Regions from separate parts of the Sus scrofa genome. Here all the other regions are linked to region 1. Evidence: chromatin contacts called from public Hi-C and promoter capture Hi-C data. All regions are on one chromosome and are shown on one strand. Each heading gives the region's core, a stretch centred on a gene start, on an enhancer-like site or on the middle of the called end of the contact. The rest is flanking DNA. Distances are from core to core; before and after follow the strand shown. Region 1 holds the start of METTL4 (methyltransferase-like protein 4). Region 2 holds the start of THOC1 (THO complex subunit 1). Region 3 holds the start of ADCYAP1 (adenylate cyclase activating polypeptide 1).

Region 1 (3,003 bases), core at 131-2,630:
CACATCAGAAGCACTAACCCCTAGCAAAATGGCAAGGTTAAGAGTCCAGATCTGTAACTGGTTCTGAGCAGTTCTCTTCCGGCAATAAGGCTTTTCAAAACTTCCTTATCTTTTTTTTTTAACAGTTTTTAAAGTTGAAGTATAGTTAATTTACAATGCTGTGTTAGCTTCAGGTGTACTGCAAAGTGACTCTTTTTCAGGTTCCTTTCCATTATAGGTTATTACAAGACATGTACTATAGTTCCCTGTGCAATACAGTAGGTCCTTGTTAAGTCTACTTAATACATACTACTGTGTATTTGTTAATCCCAAACTACTAGTTTGTCTCCTTCCCCCATCCCCCTCTGATAACCATAAAATTGTTTTCTAAGTCTGTGAGTCTGTTTTTTAAATAAAGAACTACCTTATCTTTTCTCTAAAAGAAGGCTTTTAGTTCTGGATTGCTTATTAAATCTGGTGTAGTGGAAAACTTAAGAGGAGAAGAGAATAAGAAATACATCAAGTGATTAACAGTAGTTAATAACAGTAGCATTTAGATTTAAAATCTAACTCCGTATATTAGCAGTACGACCACGGACAAGTTACTTGATCTCAGTGAGCCTTAATTTCATCATTTTTAGGACATCTCAGAGGGCAGTTCAGAGAATTAAATGAGATAATCGACAAGAAGTGTTTGTTGTGCAAGGTGTCTGACACAAAGCAAGTGCTCAAATAAATGCTACGGATGATGGTAATTCTGTTCTCAATCCTCCCTTCCGAGTCATTACTTGGGGTGAAGAGGTCCTGAAATTGTAGTGATAGCTAGAACGTCGACAGAAGACTGAAACTCGGCCAGGAAAGGTGACGTGCCCCAAATTAAGTGCACTTCTCCCTCCTATTTGGCCTCACACCGGGTCCCTCCACCTCCTCGCAGGCCGCCACTAGAGGGCCGTAGAGCCCCAGACAGCAGTGCAGCTCTGAGCGTGAACCCTGGTGGCCGCCTCCATAGCGCGACCCTCGGAGCCGACTGCTCCCACAGCAGGCCGTCACTGTCTCCTACCTCACCGCCTCCCTCGTCAGAACAGTGCACGCCGCCTTCCCAGACTTCCTTCCTGAAACAGCACCCAGCTAAACAGTGGTCTTGAAAGACACTCCTTTCAGAGCATAAGCAAAAAAAAAAAAAAAAAAAAAAATCTCCTTTTCTAAGAGTCAGCAGGAGCGGCCCTGCTGCTGTACGGAAAAAGCGTTCCAGGGCTGCTTGGAGCGCTAAGCTCGCTACCCAAGGGCTTAGAGCGCCTGGGTCCTTGGAGCTAAATACAGGAATCGGGCCAAACTCCATAGAAGACACTTCAGAGACATTAGACGCCAGTGCGCCCCGTGAGGCGGCAGGGCGCCACCGTCACGCAAAGTTCCGGCGCGCGGGATTTGCGCACGCGCGCGCACGTCAGCGCGATGACGTCAGCGCCGGCGGAGATTTTAAAATTCGAACGGCACGGGCGGGAGCAGAAAGGAGTTAGTGTTTTGGCTGCCACTGTCCGTTTTAGCTGGCAATTGCACGGTTTACAGAGATTCGGCTGCCGGGTCGTGTCAGGAAGCTGGAAGAAAGGTGACTAATGACTTCAGGTTAATTTCGTTCCGGCAGTTCTGGTCTGGAGGGGGAACGCTAGGGCAACAACCCGTTAAATTCGGAGGCCTGGAGGACGGCGTTCTGGTGTTTGCTCTCCTAACTCGCCTCCGGCCGAATCTATGCCAGGCGCTAGTTTCCCGGAGTCCAGTAAATTTCTAATGGCGGTGATTTCCTAAAGGAGAAAGGAAGGGTCAAGGGGACACTAGTGGTAAGAAGAGGGAATGGAGAAAGGAAAAGGGGATTAACTGATGGAAGCAGAGAGAGGAAGAACAAGATGAGGGACTGTTTGGTGTGTTGCGTTTGAGATACTAGTGTAACATCCTGGTGGCCATGTAAGGAATACATCTGGAAGTCTCAGTCTCAGATTTTAAGAGTACATTTTAACTGGAGATTGGTAGTGGACCTAAAGATATAGATGAGAGTGGAAAAGTTTAATAGATGCAGAAGCGTATACTGGAGACGAAATAGTTGGCCAAAGAGGAAAAGAGTGCAGTCAGTTGAAAAGACAAAGGTGAGCCCAGAGATGTAGAAGGATTACCACAAATGTCCACTTTCCTGGAAACCAGGGAAGGATCTGGAAGAACTCGGTGTATAGTGTCTAATGCCTCAGAGCTAAGTTAGGATCAAAAGATTTGTTAATCAAGAGTATCCCAGGCAGGAGGCAACCGTTTCAGTAACTGGGAAGGGGGTGAGGTACGACTGTGGTCTCAGAAAATGGAAGCAGTCTGTAGACCAGATAATTTATCCTTGATGAAGGGAGATTGAAGCAAGAGAGGCAGAAATTGAAGAATATAAGTGGGAGACAGAGCAAGAGAGATGGATGTTAGGAAAAGCAAACAGAATGGCTCTATTCTGAGACAGAAGAAAAGGAAACAGGTAGTTCTTTTCAGGTAGCCTCTAACTCCCCACTGAGAGGCACAGCCAACAGTAGTGATGTGGTCTGAGTTAGGATGCAGAGTTTTAACTACCATAAATACCCTTGTGAAGGTAGGAGTCATAACTAACCTTTGTATTGTTTGCATTGCTTTGCATGCTTCCTGGTACATGGTAGGCAGTAAGTGTTTATGTGTGTTGAATACTTTTAAATGGAGTTAGATAGATATTCCCTGCAAATGAGGACTTCACCTTACACGAACAAGTAAAGATAGCCCAGGAAAGATTATCTTGAAGAAATGATGACACTTGGCTGCCTTTCTCTTTGAGGATACAAATAATTGTTGGTGCTTAACATACCACCTATGTCTGGAAAGACCTTTTTAATACCAAATTCATGAATGCAGGTTATAAGCATGAAACGAAGTTCAGTTTCCACCGGTGGTGCTGGACGCCTCTCTATGCAGGAATTAAGATCCCAGGACTTAAACAAACAAGGCCTCCATACCCCTCAAACGTGAGTA
Region 2 (3,003 bases), core at 243-2,742, 2.0 Mb before region 1:
AGGGGGGCAAAAATTAGCGCAGGGCCAGAGCTACACCCTCCTGCCTTCAGCTCACCGTAAACCGCGTCCGCGCTTCGGGCAAACTGAAAAGCGGCGGCGTCGGCGACATCTTCTCGGCTGCGCGTGCCCGCCACCGCGCCGCGGCGCCTGACGATGACGTCAGGTAAGGAGCAACGAGAGGGCTGGCTCCGTGAGAGGATAGAGCGGCCTCTACGTTCAGGGCTGGGCCCATTTGTTAATGGGAACAATTGTGGTGACCGCGGTCGGGCGGGCGTGGGAAGCCTGAGTCGGCCACTCAGTGCTTGATCCGGGTTCGTGGGTGACCCTTAGAGTGACGGCAGATTCGAGGCCTCGTCTTGTAAGAGCTGCGCGTTGCTGGCAAGGACGCACACTTGACAGTGGTTTTCCAGGTTTGGGGAGGATGGGTGAATGCGTCAGGTTATCGGCTCAGTGGGCCGCGAGGGAGGGTAACTACTGCCTGAGAATCCAAGGCAAGTGGGTTATCCCGGAAAGCTTCAGGCTGAGGAAGTGTCGGCAGTGGTCCTGAGCCGCCAGATCGCAGTTCTTCTCGAAGGCGTGGTTACAGCTCGGGATTTGCGTATCGGCCCTGGAGCTCCTGGGATCTGTAGCTCAGGTGCAGTCCCCTCTCCTGAGAAATACAAACAGTACCCCTATTCTTGGGTCGTTGAGGAGCTTGAGTGAAATAATGAATGCAAGTGTGGCTTGTGTAGCAATGTAAGTATTATTAGGAATATTTGGGGATTAGCTGACTTTGCTGTTACGTAGAGGTCTCTACTGGAGGAGGAACCTCGGGGAGGAATGTGGTACTCGGCGCTGATTGGATAACCGGTGGCACCGCGTTGGGGATTAAGGCAGCGGTTGCAAAACCTTGGCTTCCCGGCAGTTTGCTCCCTTGTCCCCTCTTGCTTGGCCAATGAGAAGCCAAGTGGCCGGAATTTATTCAGTTGGAATTTTGTAGTGGGAAAAGAAACGCTGACCCAAACACAAGGAACTTTACACCAGCTCTTGTCTCCCTCCATATGGGTGTAAAGCTAGGCGAGCTTTACCTCGTTTCCTTCGTTGACTCCAGCGGGAATACAGAATGCTAACAAAAAGATAGCTTGGCATAATCTTCTCCCTAATGTGGGAATTGTGAACACTGATGGCTACCCGGAGCGTTGCAAATTTTTTTTTTTTTTTAGAATCAACAGAATCAATCATTCAGGTTCCGTTGTATAACTTAAATTTCCAAATTGCCGAAATAAACTGCGACTAAGCAATTTAATAGGTAGCTGATGTAATAGGATTAGTATATTATAGATGATTGTTAACTGTCTGGAGGTAACTAAGAGTTAAGAGATAAATAAAATTATTTTTTACAAAAATCCAAACAGGAAGAGTTTGAGTTTATTGATCCATCTGTCAAAGCCTAGTCACACAATGGTTTATTCACACATCTGTTGGGCACTTTGTACACAGTGGACAGTATCTGTTTGAGTAATCAATGAACAAATGATTGAATGGACCAGGTAATACAGCTTAATTGCCTTTTTGAGGAGTGCTGGCCAACATAAATGAAAAACTGCAGTATACAGTTTTGATTAGGAGTAATTTGCATAATAGCTCTATAAGAGATTAATTTTTGTATGCTTCACACTGTTAGACCATCATAAGAAATGCCCAAGTTTTATTGAGTATCTCCTATCAGCCAGACACTTTTTCTGCATTATTTTTACTAGTTACAACAACGTTGTACATGGTTAACACTTTGAGGAAATAGGCTCCTCTGACCTAGATCACATAGCTAGAGAAAGCTGAATTTGGGATTTGAACCCCTAGCTTTAAGCCCAAAGTCTGTATTTTTCTCAAATCTTAACCCATGAATCTTCCCCAAGCCATGGGCCTCATAAGTCATTTCCTTATAATTAGATAAGGGTAAGGATCTTATTGTCAATAATATATATATTTTTAAGAAGTATGTAATAATAACATCAAAGAGCAGACATCCAATAACATGTAAACTCAAATTTCCTGAGCACCTCTTTTTTCCTCCTACGCTAGCGAGGTAAAAGGGGCCAGGGAATGCCTTGCTGTTAGGAAACACCCTCCATGGGAAATTCTAGGAAGGATGTTTAAATGGATTCTAAGCACATCTTTCTTCCTCTTCTGGTGTGTCCACTGGATTCAAGTTTCCATTGGAGTGGTGAGATCTAGAAGACGACCAAGGGGCAGCTTGGTCTGCTTTTGTTGTGGTCTTTATCCTCTGGCCCAGGCCAAGGAAACATCCTTTTCCAGGCTCCCCAGTCAGCCGTGTTAGAATGTTGGGTTGCGGCTTTTGGTGGTTCCAGTTCTGGGCCCTATCTGTAGGTCCCTTTCTCTCTGTAGGTAGTTTAAGTGGATTGAAAGAATTATATTAACAGGGAACTGATGTGTGAGAGACAAAGTTGAGCAACAAGAGTGAGATTCTTGGCTTAGGAGAAATGGGACTGAAAAGAAGAATGGAAGAGAGCTGGCACTTTGTGTAAGTTTTGGGACTTATATTTTGTGGGGAAAAGAGGAATTACGTGAAAACAATCTGTGGGTGCTGCCTTTTTAAGTAGGGTGATGGCAGTTTTCAAGCGTTTTATATTGTAAATATGGTACAATTCATTACTTATTTGTTGAGTGCCTACTATTTGCTAGGCACAAATATAATATTAGGTTATATATGCAGTATTATTATTTTATTTCATTACCATCATCTAGTGTTCTTGATAAAATTCTGTTTGGTGATCTTGATTGGAGCATCATAGATGAACATAATTTAAGGTTAGAAATAGAATGATGGGTGACTTCTTGCCTTGGTGAGCCCTGCTTCCCTGAAGGGTTGGGCAGAAATTTTGATTGAAATTGACCTATCATTTGGTTTCTTTCGCTTTCCTGTCCTGTTTCTCTCCTATACTGGTTTCTCCTGAAAGCACCTTAATTATTTATTCAGAAATTCTTACCTGGGGTTGCTTCTGC
Region 3 (3,003 bases), core at 319-2,818, 1.4 Mb before region 1:
CAGCACTCCAAGCCTGGACAGCTCCACAGGCCGCTCTCAGGATGCAGCTTTAACTCTAATCAATCTGCTCAGGGCCAGACTGTCAAGACAGCCAGACTCATTAGCGATTTACTGAAAATCCTCCAAGACTTCCCTTTAAAAACAAAACGACTTCCACATTTAATTGTCTATCTAAAAGAACATACGCAAGAAATTAGGAGAGCTAAATTAAATTTATTAATAGGAGACCTTGATGGCGCTTAATACCAGAGACCAGAGCTCTGATTGTTGGGGCTTGAAAAAGCAAAAAGAAGTAAGAAGGACACAGTTAAAAACACGATTTTCACCATTCTCAGAATTCTATGAATTCTTTACTCATTCTTGAGAAATGGGTAAAATTGAAAAACATCAAAATAATTAAACTTCTTTAAAATTGTATTGTATGAGTGAAAGGTGTTTATGAGAAGTCGATGACTCCGGATCTTATCATCCAAGAGGACAGCACAGAATAGTTAATATGTTCCTTGAGGGACTAGGATGCTGACGTCTTTTTCTGATACCCGATCATTACGTGACTGAAAAAAAAAAAAAAAAGAGGAAGTCATTCCATGAATAAAAATCGGAGCGCAACAGTGCAACAAAATATTCTGTACTTAAAGGCCATAGGCAGACAGATGTTGACAAGGAAGCCTCTTCTAAAACCATGGTCGGATAGATTTCTGCTAACTGCACATATAAATAGGAGCAGAGGGCCGGTCACCTCTGTAACCACCGGCAGCAGCAGAAGCAGCCGCAGCTTCAGACGCAGCCAGAGGAATCTCTGAGCAGAGAAGGCGCTGCGGACTCTCGCAGCTGCTTGACCGGGCGGCTCCCACAGACGCCGGCTTTGCCGCGGCCCTCCTTCTTTCTTCTCCTTCTACGACTTTCCCTACTACTTCTTTCTCTGGGTGGACTTAAGGCCACTTTCTCCCCTACCCCCACTTAGCTCGCCTCCTCCTCTTTCTTCCTTCCACATCTCTCTCCTCGCCCCCTTCTCTCGGTGTCACGCTCTCTCCTAGTTCTGAGCGTCTACAAACTTTTGAACAGAATACCGGCCTCAGCAAACAAGTCCTTCAGCTCCTCCTGCTGCTCCTGCTCGTTCCTGCGGCTTCTGCTTAGATACTAACACCAGACGGTGATGTCCCTTGGTTTGTGACTCCAGCGCAGAAACTTGGAGAAGCCCTTTGCCCGCCGTCCTACTTGGCAGCAAACCCTCTCCTAGCAGCGGTAAGAGTTGAAGGGTAAGGGGGAAAAATCTTACCAAACCAAACAAGTCCCTTGACTGCTAATTCTTTCGCTAGCATCAGGGTACGAGTTAGCTTTCCTTCGCCCAGATCTGGCGAGTTATTGGGCACTGGGCATATACATGCGTATTTTCTAACTATAGCGAGAGGGAAGTGGCAAGGCTCCCTGGCTACCATTAAGCCATATTCAACACCGGGAGGTGAGTTCTGTCCCTCCCCCAGTTCTGGAGAGTTTCTAGGGGTTGGAGGGTGGAAGGCCAGGGGCGTTCTAACTGCTAGGTGCCCTCTTTCCAGTCCTGCGCAGAATGATCATGTGTAGCGGAGCAAGGCTGGCTCTGCTGGTCTACGGGATAATAATGCACAGCAGCGTCTACTGCTCACCTGCCGCCGCGGGACTCCGATTCCCTGGGATCAGGTAGGTGCCAGCCACCTCGGCTACGCTGGGACTGGGGCGTCTCTTCCCTCGACACTTCGTCGTGGTCGCCCTCTTGCAGTTCCTCGGTCCCGGCTACGATCATCTCCCCTACGCGCCCCCATTGCACCGCCGCCAGCCTGGGTCCGGCGGCGGGTCCCAGCCCTGGTTCAGCGGGAGGACCGCGTCAGGCTCCGCTAGGGCTGGGTACCCCTCCCCCAGCCCGCCGCTGCCGAGGGGCCAGGGTGGAGGGAGCGCACTTCGTGAGGTGTTGAAATCTCCCCTCCCCCAGCCCCGCCCGCGGGAGTGGGGGCAGGGCAGGGCCCCCGAACTTGACTTCTTTTCCCTATTCTCAGCTTGAGTAAGGAGAACTTCGGGCTCCCGGAGCCAGGTTGCGGGGTTGAGACTAAGGCTTCCGTGGACTTTGCTTTGTTACAGCATGTTTCGGACTATCGGGGCGGTGTCTCCTTCTTTATCCTCTCCTCTCCCTCTTACCTCGATTCGAATTCTTTTCCGCTAGAAGAGCTTTCTCTCAAGTGATAGGTTTTCCAACTGCATTTTGAGCCTTGAAGAGGGGTAGTGTTGGCCGCGTAGAGTTGAAAAGAAGTGATTTGAGAGAAGGAAAAACAAGGATGAGGGAGGGGGAAATACAGATGAAACGGAGCAAGGAAGGAGGAAAAGAAAGCAAATTGGCAGGCTGTACGGGAAGGCAACCCTGCCTACCCCAGGATGGAGTAACCCTGGCTTATTTTTTTCTTCATTCCTGGTCTCTAATCGGTCAGCGCTGCCCGGGTTCCCCGCCGCAGTCCCAGAGTCCCGGGCCTGTCGGCTAGAGAGTGGAAGCTCGCGGCGCAGCGCAGCAGCGGCGCTCAGAGGTGCACCGGGCTCCTGGCGGCTAGGACGCGCGTTTTGCCTGCAAAGCTGCTCCTCCGAGCCGCGCCTAAGAATGCTTGCCTTAGGGGTCTGTGACCATTAATTTAGCCGGAGAGGCGGGTTCTGGCTTCGGTATTAGTATTCTAAGCACCTGGGCAGGGGTGGAAGTACCCAGAAAGACACCGGGCAGCCGGGCCAGGGCAGAGAGGCGTGTCGCCGAGTAAAGGCTGGGTGTGGGGCGGGCGCAGTCGTGTGCTGGCTTTGCCCTTACCTCTTCAGGGACGTATGACTGATGAACCCTCCTAACGAGCGCTACTTGTCTTGGCCGCTTTCTGAATCTCTAAAGCGGCCGAAAGCGAGGTGGTTTTCTATTTTAACCCACCTTTCGGGTTCTATGTCAGGGATTGAGGCTGTAGGCTAGGGTTACAGCGAGATCGCTGCGTTCCTGTTTGCTGT

Evidence for each region. Promoter capture Hi-C pulls out the DNA fragments that hold promoters and counts their contacts. A called contact is a pair of places that touch in the nucleus more often than the background predicts.
Region 2: a promoter capture Hi-C map of liver shows a contact between it and region 1, with 8 times the contacts expected there. The contact joins the promoter of THOC1 here to the promoter of METTL4 in region 1. A contact is called at or near these places in 1 of 5 promoter capture datasets (liver) and 2 of 47 Hi-C or Micro-C datasets (embryonic fibroblasts and liver).
Region 3: a Hi-C map of epiblast stem cells shows a contact between it and region 1, with 3 times the contacts expected there. The contact joins the promoter of ADCYAP1 here to the promoter of METTL4 in region 1. A contact is called at or near these places in 2 of 5 promoter capture datasets (fetal liver and fetal skeletal muscle) and 2 of 47 Hi-C or Micro-C datasets (embryonic fibroblasts and epiblast stem cells).

The regions. Positions count from the first base shown.
Region 1 is chr6:104,054,208-104,057,210 of Sscrofa11.1, reverse strand. METTL4 (methyltransferase-like protein 4) reads right to left here and starts at 1,380. Exons shown (of 11, transcript XR_002345043.1): 1 at 1,040-1,380. It overlaps NDC80 (kinetochore protein NDC80 homolog), which reads left to right and starts at 1,426. Exons shown (of 17, transcript XM_013999249.2): 1 at 1,426-1,585; 2 at 2,887-2,996. The coding sequence starts at 2,896.
Region 2 is chr6:106,037,751-106,040,753 of Sscrofa11.1, reverse strand. It overlaps THOC1 (THO complex subunit 1), which reads right to left and starts at 1,492. Exons shown (of 20, transcript XM_021096158.1): 1 at 56-1,492. The coding sequence starts at 232. LOC110261178 (a long non-coding RNA gene) reads left to right here and starts at 208. Exons shown (of 4, transcript XR_002345053.1): 1 at 208-634.
Region 3 is chr6:105,419,834-105,422,836 of Sscrofa11.1, reverse strand. It overlaps ADCYAP1 (adenylate cyclase activating polypeptide 1), which reads left to right and starts at 1,568. Exons shown (of 4, transcript NM_001001544.1): 1 at 1,568-1,677. The coding sequence starts at 1,568. It overlaps LOC102165393 (a long non-coding RNA gene), which reads right to left. Exons shown (of 4, transcript XR_002345050.1): 2 at 2,170-2,239; 3 at 1,644-1,839; 4 at 1-554.